Regions from separate parts of the Mus musculus genome. Here region 1 is linked to region 2. Evidence: chromatin contacts called from public Micro-C data. All regions are on one chromosome and are shown on one strand. The core of a region is the stretch at or near the end of the contact, and the rest is flanking DNA. Distances in the headings are between cores, read along the strand shown.

Region 1 (3,892 bases), core at 577-3,076, 590 kb before region 2:
CTTCAAACAGATACATTGTGTGGCAACTAATGTTTCTCCTCAATTAAAACCAGTCCTAATGTAGTCTTGGGCTTGTGTTTTGCTGAAGTGCAGAGTAATACTGTAATTTGCTTCCCTAATGCTGTAAGATCTCCTTAAACAATAATTTAAGTATCAAGAGGACCTGGCTTTGTTGCTAAAATGTCTGTGGCTGGAATGTGGAAATGTCAATTCAACAGGTATGGATTGGAAGAACATTTCTAAAGAACCAGAGTCCTTGGGATTCAACAACCAACTTCAAGCCTGCCCTGTCAGGGAAGGTCAGGGGATCTGTCAGCTGAGTGGCTGCCTACAAGGCATTGGCCAAGACGGCTCTGAATACTTTCACCAAGCCTTGGGGATTGAGGTTAGGTGAATACTCAGAGTGGATTACAGGCAGTCATCACCATAGTGACCTACACAAGTCTCATCAGTCAGAACTAGAAATGACTTCTGTTCGCGAAGGTGCTAAGAGGAGCACTCTCCATCGGATTGGAAGTGCATGTTTAATATATCCTTTATTATAAACGAAATTTAAAAGTGGGGCTATAGGACTGATGGGAGCTAAACAGTTATACTCACAAATCGAGGTACACATTCTAATTTTTAGGTCAATGTCTTCCAACAGGCATTTGAAAGGGGCTTTTAGTAGTTAAAATAAGGAAACAAAACAACAAACAAAACAAAAGACAGGTTTTACTTTTTGTTTTCTTTTTAGAAACCTAAGTCTGCACCCTCATTCCCAGTAAATATTCACACCGTTGACTGCAGAGAGTAATATCCACTTAACACTTGTAAGGTTCGGACGCCTGCGAAGGTGCTGTGTCCCTGTTCGCCCATCACCTGCAGCTCTTCTCTCTGGAAGCTGGGGGCAGAATGCTCATAGAGATTTGACTGGAACTTTTTTGTAAGTGACTGCCTGGACTTGAACGTGACTAAATTGAAAGTACTAGAAAAGTCAGGTCGATGCTTGTTCAGCTCAGTGCCTTTCAGGTGCGTGTGCGTAATTCAAGACAGACACGTGTGCCTTCCGTTCAAGTCCACAGTACTACAGTGGCAACATAGAAAGGAACGTTTAGGTCGCAGCCCCTCGCCACTGCTGTAGTGTATTTCTAGTCACCGACTCATTCTCTTATGTAGGTCTACAAGGCTATTTCCACTTTTTGCAATATGGAGAGCACGCATGCGAGGGGACCCTGACAGGCGGCGACCTCCTGTGTCTAGGTGTCCTGACCAAAGGAGTCTCAGTAGAGGGACCCAGCAGGTGGTAGTTGAGGGGATGAGGGCGCAGCCGGTGCAAGTGACATCGAAAGGTTCGGGATAACTCTTCTTGGGGTGCTACCCAATGTTCTGAAATCCCCCACCCAAGCTGCGTCCCAGAGACTGAGCCCCGCGCGGGTGCCCCGCCGAGGTCCTATCACTTACCCAGGCGACACAGGCACAGGAGCTGAACGCACGCGAGGAAGCTCTGCAGGATTCGCATCTCCAGCCCGGTCCGCGGCCCCTCGCCAGCCGCAGGGGTACAGCTTAGGGTACAGAGGGTGGGGACACCGAGGCAGGGGACGCCGGTGACTGGCCAGGGTCTAGGTGAACGAGTGATAGAGAGAGAGAGAGAGAGAGAGAGAGAGAGAGAGAGAGAGAGAGAGAGAGGAAGAGAAGAGAGAAGAAGAGAATACAAGGCTAGGCGGCGCGTGGGTGCGGGGACCGAGCCTGGACCAAGCGCCTGGCTTCAGGCGGGACGCTGTCCCCTGCCTGAGCGGGCTGCAGCGGCCAGGATCTGAGCGCTCGCAGCGCAGCGGCGCGGAATTGCGGGGACGCGCTCCGGGCTGGGCACGCGCAGTGCGCGGGGGCGGGGGAGCAGGAGCGCAGGCGGGGGCCGGGGTCGCGCAGCAGCAGAAAGAGGGGCGTGGCGGGGCCCAGCCTGTCCCAGCCCCGCGCCCCTCCCCCGCCCAGGGCTGGAGGTGGAACCCGCTGGGGCTTAGAATCTTCGCGGTGAAAAAGGTCTCTTCATTAAGGCTCCTTCACCCACTAGGAAGACACAAGAGGAGGCTGGGTCCCCATTGTCCCGCACAGCTTGGGGCCGACCTTTTGACTTCACCCCTGGGAAAGTCTTTTTTCTTTGTTTATTGTCGTCTCTGCAGTTACCAAGATGGTCCTATCCGGAAGGGTTGAAGGGGGCCTGGGTAAACTGAGCTCTCCCCGCCCCCCTTTCCATTTTCTTAGTGAGTAAAGTAGTTCCAGCTCCCATTACCATTAGGGTAGTTAAGTCCAATCATTTGCAGCACTACTGTGACCATTTGGTCCTGGCTGACCCTTCATTAGACCCCAATCATTCTGTCCTGCTCTGCGCGGCTGTGGGGAACTGTCAACACTGCCCTGGTCCTGCTGGATGGAACTCCCCAAGTGTCTCTTTGCACAGGGTCCTCCTGTAGAAAGATTTTTTTTTTTAATTGCTAGATTGAAGGGTACACAAAAGAAATATAATACACACCCTGTGCTTCCTCGGAGCTGAGCATGTCGTTCTTTCCTTAGGAGCCTGTTTCTATGGAGGTGTTTGTTTGCTGTGTAGGAGCGTGAGTGCTATAACCTGAACTCCTGACTTGGGGGGCGGGGTAGGGAGTTGAATAGGTATTCCTGAAATGTTTGTTGAATTATGTTGAGGTCCACATGAAACAAGTTAACTGGTGGTGATGTCAGTCAATAGCCTAAATACATCGACCTAAATATTTGTGAGATTTTCATATACACGATGGGGTTTAGTTATTTTACATTTTACACTGATAAGAGACTCTATTCAGAGCCTTTTGGGAGTCACATTCAAAGGCAGAGAAAACCAAGTTCCGGAACTATCCCTGGTACCGTTTGATGTAGGGATCTGTACAGCATGTACTCTTGTGTTCTGTTATTGTCTCAAAGCCAGTGCTGTAGCTTTATAAAATACAAAGGATGCTTAATGCATACAAATTGGAATTCCAAGTCTGTTTCAGCTGTGACTACCCGTTCTCACAGAATTCCCACCGCCTCTGAACACTGGGGTCAATGGACAGAGCTAATGATGCAGCTTGCTATCGATTCGTGGATGGTGAATGCATGTCGTCAGGAAAGGACGGGTCTTGAAGCTAGAGTGTTTGTTTAGGAACACATATCGGTATAAGAAGTTGACCCTTACCCTATTCTTCTCACTCCTTGAAATAGAAATGCCTCGAGGATTATAATAGAGATTGAGAGTTTCCATAAGGCAAGAAAATTTCTGGTCATTTTTGCTAACATACCAACAGGTGTGTATATCCACTGGAAGTGTATCCAGAGTTCAGGGGGAAAAATGAAAAACAGTGTTTATTGAATGTGAGCTGGAGTGGGCAGGGACGTTTTCCTAGAGATTTGCAGAAAGGACATTTGGAGAATCTGATTATCAAACAGGCTGGAAACCAAACTGAAAGCCACCGAAGTCACATGTTATATTGAAAGCACTGTCATTTCCGTCAGACTAAGAATGTTCATACTGTGGCAAGCATTGATTTCCTTGTGGAGAAGCTCATACCGGAAATGCTAAGCCTTCTCACTTTGAACTCCTAGGGAAACACAGAAGGAACTTCAACTGCTTAGTAGAAGATGCTGGCTACTGCAAGACGGCTCAGTGGATAAAGGCACCAGCCTCACTGAGAAGTGTCTTTCATAGGTTGTCCTGTCTCTTCTATTTAAATGCTGTGGCATGCACCACCCCCAAATGAATAGATAGATAGATAGATAGATAGATAGATAGATGTAAAATTAAAATAGAAGCTAAGTTTACACAGGGAAAACATATGTAATCAAGTGCATCTCAGTTATCAAGGGTTCTCCATCATCCTGGGAGAATAATAGTCCAGCAATA
Region 2 (4,232 bases), core at 1,119-3,618:
TCATAGCCAGAAGTAGCTTATTAGTACATGTTGAATGTAAATCCTTTATATGGACAATGTAAATGGGCAATTAAAAAGGAAACAGATTCCGTATCTTTTTTTTTTTTTTTTGAGTATGCTGCTTTCACAAAATACAATCAGAAAATTTTGGTGTGACCTTTCTTTAAATAGATACTATGCAAACTAAAATTAGCAAAAATCAAGACAACTGGTAGATACATATTCGTTTTCTTTCACATCAAAGATAAGGTTTTAAAGGGGGAGAATATGATGAATAACAATCACTGGTATTGAGTTGTAAACATTTTACACAGTGCAGTGCAGCTGGCTTTATGGTCATATAACTAATGAGAACAAGATCATTGAAAACTTGTAAAAATGCATTGTTGTGGAAAAGTATACTATTTTGAAACAGTTGCACTTTGTACTCCATCAGTAAAGTTGGAGTTAAAATCTTTGAAATCAAATTTCCATTAAGACATTCATAAAACAGACTCGGAAGGACTCAGCAGGCAACTTTTTTCTTTCCAGATGTTTAGATTGGAATAGAAACTGCTTCACGCCGGTTGTCCAATAAACCTTTTCGGTAACGAATGCTTCTGCATCTCAGCAACTGTTTAGGACACATTCTCTCTCTTTCTTACTTTTTCTTTCTCCTCCTGGTTCTTAGCCCTTACCCCACCCCCACCCCCAGGCCAGGGATCCTTCAGCATCACTTGCCAGACAAAACTCAGAGCTGGGACGCACAGCTCTGTGGAGGCGCGTGCAGAAACTGACTGGAGAAGGGTCAAAGTGCAGTACGAACGGAAATGAACTTTAAAAAAACGACAGCGCATCTTTCAGTGCCTCAGGCCTAAAACTCCTACTTTGCTAATATCTCAGGAAGCATCCTAGCACCACTAGCCCCGCTAAGTCACCACGTCTGTAGGAAGAACTTTTTCTTTTTCCACCGCACTTTCCCCGTACCGCAGAGAGAGCTCCCGCCCGGTCAAGGAGAGATGGAAGAAACAGAAAAGTGGGGGACACAGAAGTCGCGCTCAGGTGACAGTCCCTTAAAAAAAAAATCACCATCGTGCACTAAACCTGGTGTTCCCAGGAGTCAGTAAAACGTGCGGCTGTGCTTCAATTGCCACTTGTCCGCAGCTCTGGGCGCCACAGAGCTGCTTAAATCAAAGCAGATGCGGCTGCATCATTCTCGGCTGTAGACCTCATGTTTGTCCAGCTGGTCACCCACGGAGCGGGGCGCCATGGGGTCCTTGGGGTCGACGGGATAGGAACTCAGTTTTTCTGAAACTTTGGCAGGGGCCAGGGGAAGCAAGGAGAATTTCAGCCCTTCTAAGAGTCCTTCTGTAGATCTCGGACGTCCCTCCCCAGGGCCGCACCTGCACACTGGGGGCTGGCCCTTGTTGCCCCAGTTTTCCCCCACCCCCACCTCGCACCAAATGTTCCATATTGAAGACCTTGCCAGCACCGAATTGTGCAGGCGCTATACACTCTATCGAAGGAACGCGCAGAAAAGCTGTCGCCTTGTATGTCCTACCATCCCCGAGGGTCCTGGTGACTCACCGCTACTCAGCTCATAGCCAAAGAGGGGGGCTGTGGCGAGCTGGGTGGAAGTGGTAGTGGCGACCATACAGTTCCACCTCTCGTGTCGGAACTGGCTTCTGCACTCCTGAATGCCCAGCCTGGCGCCCTCGCGGATGCTAGGCAGCAGGTACGGTTTCCTCTTGCACAGCTCCTTCTGGCGGCTGTTCAGCGGCAAGTCGGCGCAGCCCAGCTTCTCCGGTACCCCGAAAGAGGCGATGCCCAACCACCTGTAAGACGCGGCACCCCTGAGGTAAGCCTCTCCCCTTTCCCTCCCCCACCCCAAAAGCATTAGGTCAGCGTTCCTAGGGTCTCCACCCCTTCTCTCCCAGCCTCAAGTTGAAAGCCCACTAGTTGGGTCATTCCTTTGACCAGCCACCCTATATGCCTCCACAGAGCCCATACTCACATCCAGTTGCCCTGGGTTCCGCAGGGGAGCAGCGACAGCACGGCTGCCCACAGCGCACACAAGCTGGGCAGGGCCAGGAGCGCCGCTCTGTCCATGGCCCACGCATGGAGACCCCCAGCCCCAGCCACTCCTCCTCTGTCTCCTCTCTCCAGAGGCCCGCAGGGCCTGGGGTCAGTTTCTTAGCACCCAGTTGTTCCTTGCTCTCTTTCCCCTGGAAGGTAACATTAAACAGGGCAGCAAGGACAGAGACTATCAGCAGTCCCCTAGGCAAGATAAGGCGGAGAAAGTAGCCTAAGGTCCTCTGGCGCAGAGGTGAGGATGAGCTGGAGATGCGGGAGCTTCCCTCACTTTCCAAGGTGAGAAACTTCTGCTGATGTCTCTGTGTCTCCATCGCCCCAGGCTTCTCCTCGCATCTCCTCCCCCCCTGACCGCGCCTGGAGTCTGATTGGCTCAGCAGCAACCCTGTACCTCACCATCTGGAAACTTCAGTGTCTCATTGGCTAACAGTGGGCTCTGCGGGGGGCGCTCCTGGGCTGAGCCTCCGTGACTGTCTAACTAGACCTGGGAGTGTCACGACCTTTCCTCCTCTCACAATGTCCTTAGAGGAGGTCACTGCGAGACTGAGTCAAGCGGAGAGCAAAGAAACGATGAGCACTTCTTAGCATCCTTGAGAGAAAATCTAGCCACATCTAGATTTACCCTTTGAGTAAAAAGGGTAAAGGTGTGGGGGGGCCCGAAGGGAGGGGGGCGGAGCACTCTGCTCTTCTTTCTTGTATTTCTCACTGGTGAATTATCTTTATAAGGTCAGAATTGATACCACAAAAAGCTGATCTTTCCACCCTTGGAAGCGGAGAGGATAGGCGAGAAGGGTTCTTTTCGTGTCATTGTATACACATTTATTTCCAGCTTTCCATCAAATTTCCCCGTATTTTACTTAGGTTCTGTGATGGCTTTTCTCATTTGTCTTATTTCTGTAGCTTTTGGGAGCACAGGCTTTTCTAAGGGGGAAAATGGCAGGCAGACAAATGGGTGAGAGCTGACTAGAGCATTCCAAATAGATGAACGCTGTCCCTACCCTCTTCTGACCCACACTGACCCCACCCCCCACCCAAGGATACCTTCCACAGGGCTACCGAGTGGAAACAACGACAACAGAAATCCTGCACCCACACCAACTGCATGCCCAGACCTATGGAAGTTTGTGGAAATAAGACCCCTTTCCACCAGTGTAAAACCCAGCCAGGCAGACAAATCTAAGGCCAGATGAATTCTGATCATCAGTAACAGAGATTATAGGTAAATGGAATTGGCAGCTTAGGCTTTCACCAAATGTACTTTAGAAGCAGGAAGGGTTCTGAGAAGCAGTCAGAGTTTTGTCTTCAAGAACCCTTTGAAGGTGCCAGGAATATGCTTTGTTGTGGTATCAGAGAGCCCCGCCTCCTCTACTTACAGGCACAGGGTTTTCACCTGCTCCCAAGAGGACATCTGGAATGTTAGTAAACTCTCCAGGTGCTATCATCTCGGTGGGTGACCACACTTAGCCTCAGCGCTGAAAGGCTTGGACAGCTTTTGCTTGCTTTTAATACTCAGCCTCACTTAAGGTCAATCAAAGCTCACTCACACACCCATCCTGTCCCATTCACTCCTTTATCCAGCAAGCACTGCGCGCACACTACGTACCAGGTCCTAAAACCACACTGTAATTTTTAGAAAGTCAAGTTGATGATAGGGTATGGTTACTGATCCAGAAATATTTTGGCTAATAGCTAGTGGCCTCTCTGAAAGTCGGAGCCTTTATCCAAGCCCACTTTATCCTCTAAGCCTCTCCAAGAAGGGACCAGAGTACACCCATAGCTGTTCCACGGCCATTGGTCCCGGAGAAGCAGATAGTCTTTTGAAGCGCAGCTCACAGAGTGGATTAACATGATGAGGAACATCCCGAACAGATGCCTAAGTGGCCTAAAGGCTGAAAATAGAGACATTTCTTCCTTGTAAGGGAAACTGGAGAGGGTGCAATCTTGGGTTTGGGTAGAGGGTGTGGAGAACATCAATTGCTTAAGCTGATTTTTAAAGGCCAACTGTGTTTGATTTTTTTTTTTAATTCAGAAATATATATTGAGACTGCTTTGGGTTAAAATGTGAGACTGGCACTGAACCACACAGCTGTAGAGATCATAATTTACTTGACAAAACAGACAAGTAAACTCACAATTACATTCTGATACAGTCAGTGTGGGAA

What was found. A called contact is a pair of places that touch in the nucleus more often than the background predicts.
Region 1: a Micro-C map of embryonic stem cells shows a contact between it and region 2, with 2.1 times the contacts expected there. The contact joins the promoter of Ptprz1 here to the promoter of Wnt16 in region 2. A contact is called at or near these places in 2 of 39 promoter capture datasets (embryonic stem cells and hippocampal neurons) and 1 of 484 Hi-C or Micro-C datasets (embryonic stem cells).

Annotation. Positions count from the first base shown.
Region 1 is chr6:22,873,436-22,877,327 of GRCm38.p6, reverse strand. Ptprz1 (protein tyrosine phosphatase, receptor type Z, polypeptide 1) reads right to left here and starts at 1,826. Exons shown (of 30, transcript NM_001081306.1): 1 at 1,444-1,826. The coding sequence starts at 1,501.
Region 2 is chr6:22,286,363-22,290,594 of GRCm38.p6, reverse strand. Wnt16 (wingless-type MMTV integration site family, member 16) reads right to left here and starts at 2,368. Exons shown (of 4, transcript NM_053116.4): 1 at 1,994-2,368; 2 at 1,567-1,814. The coding sequence starts at 2,088.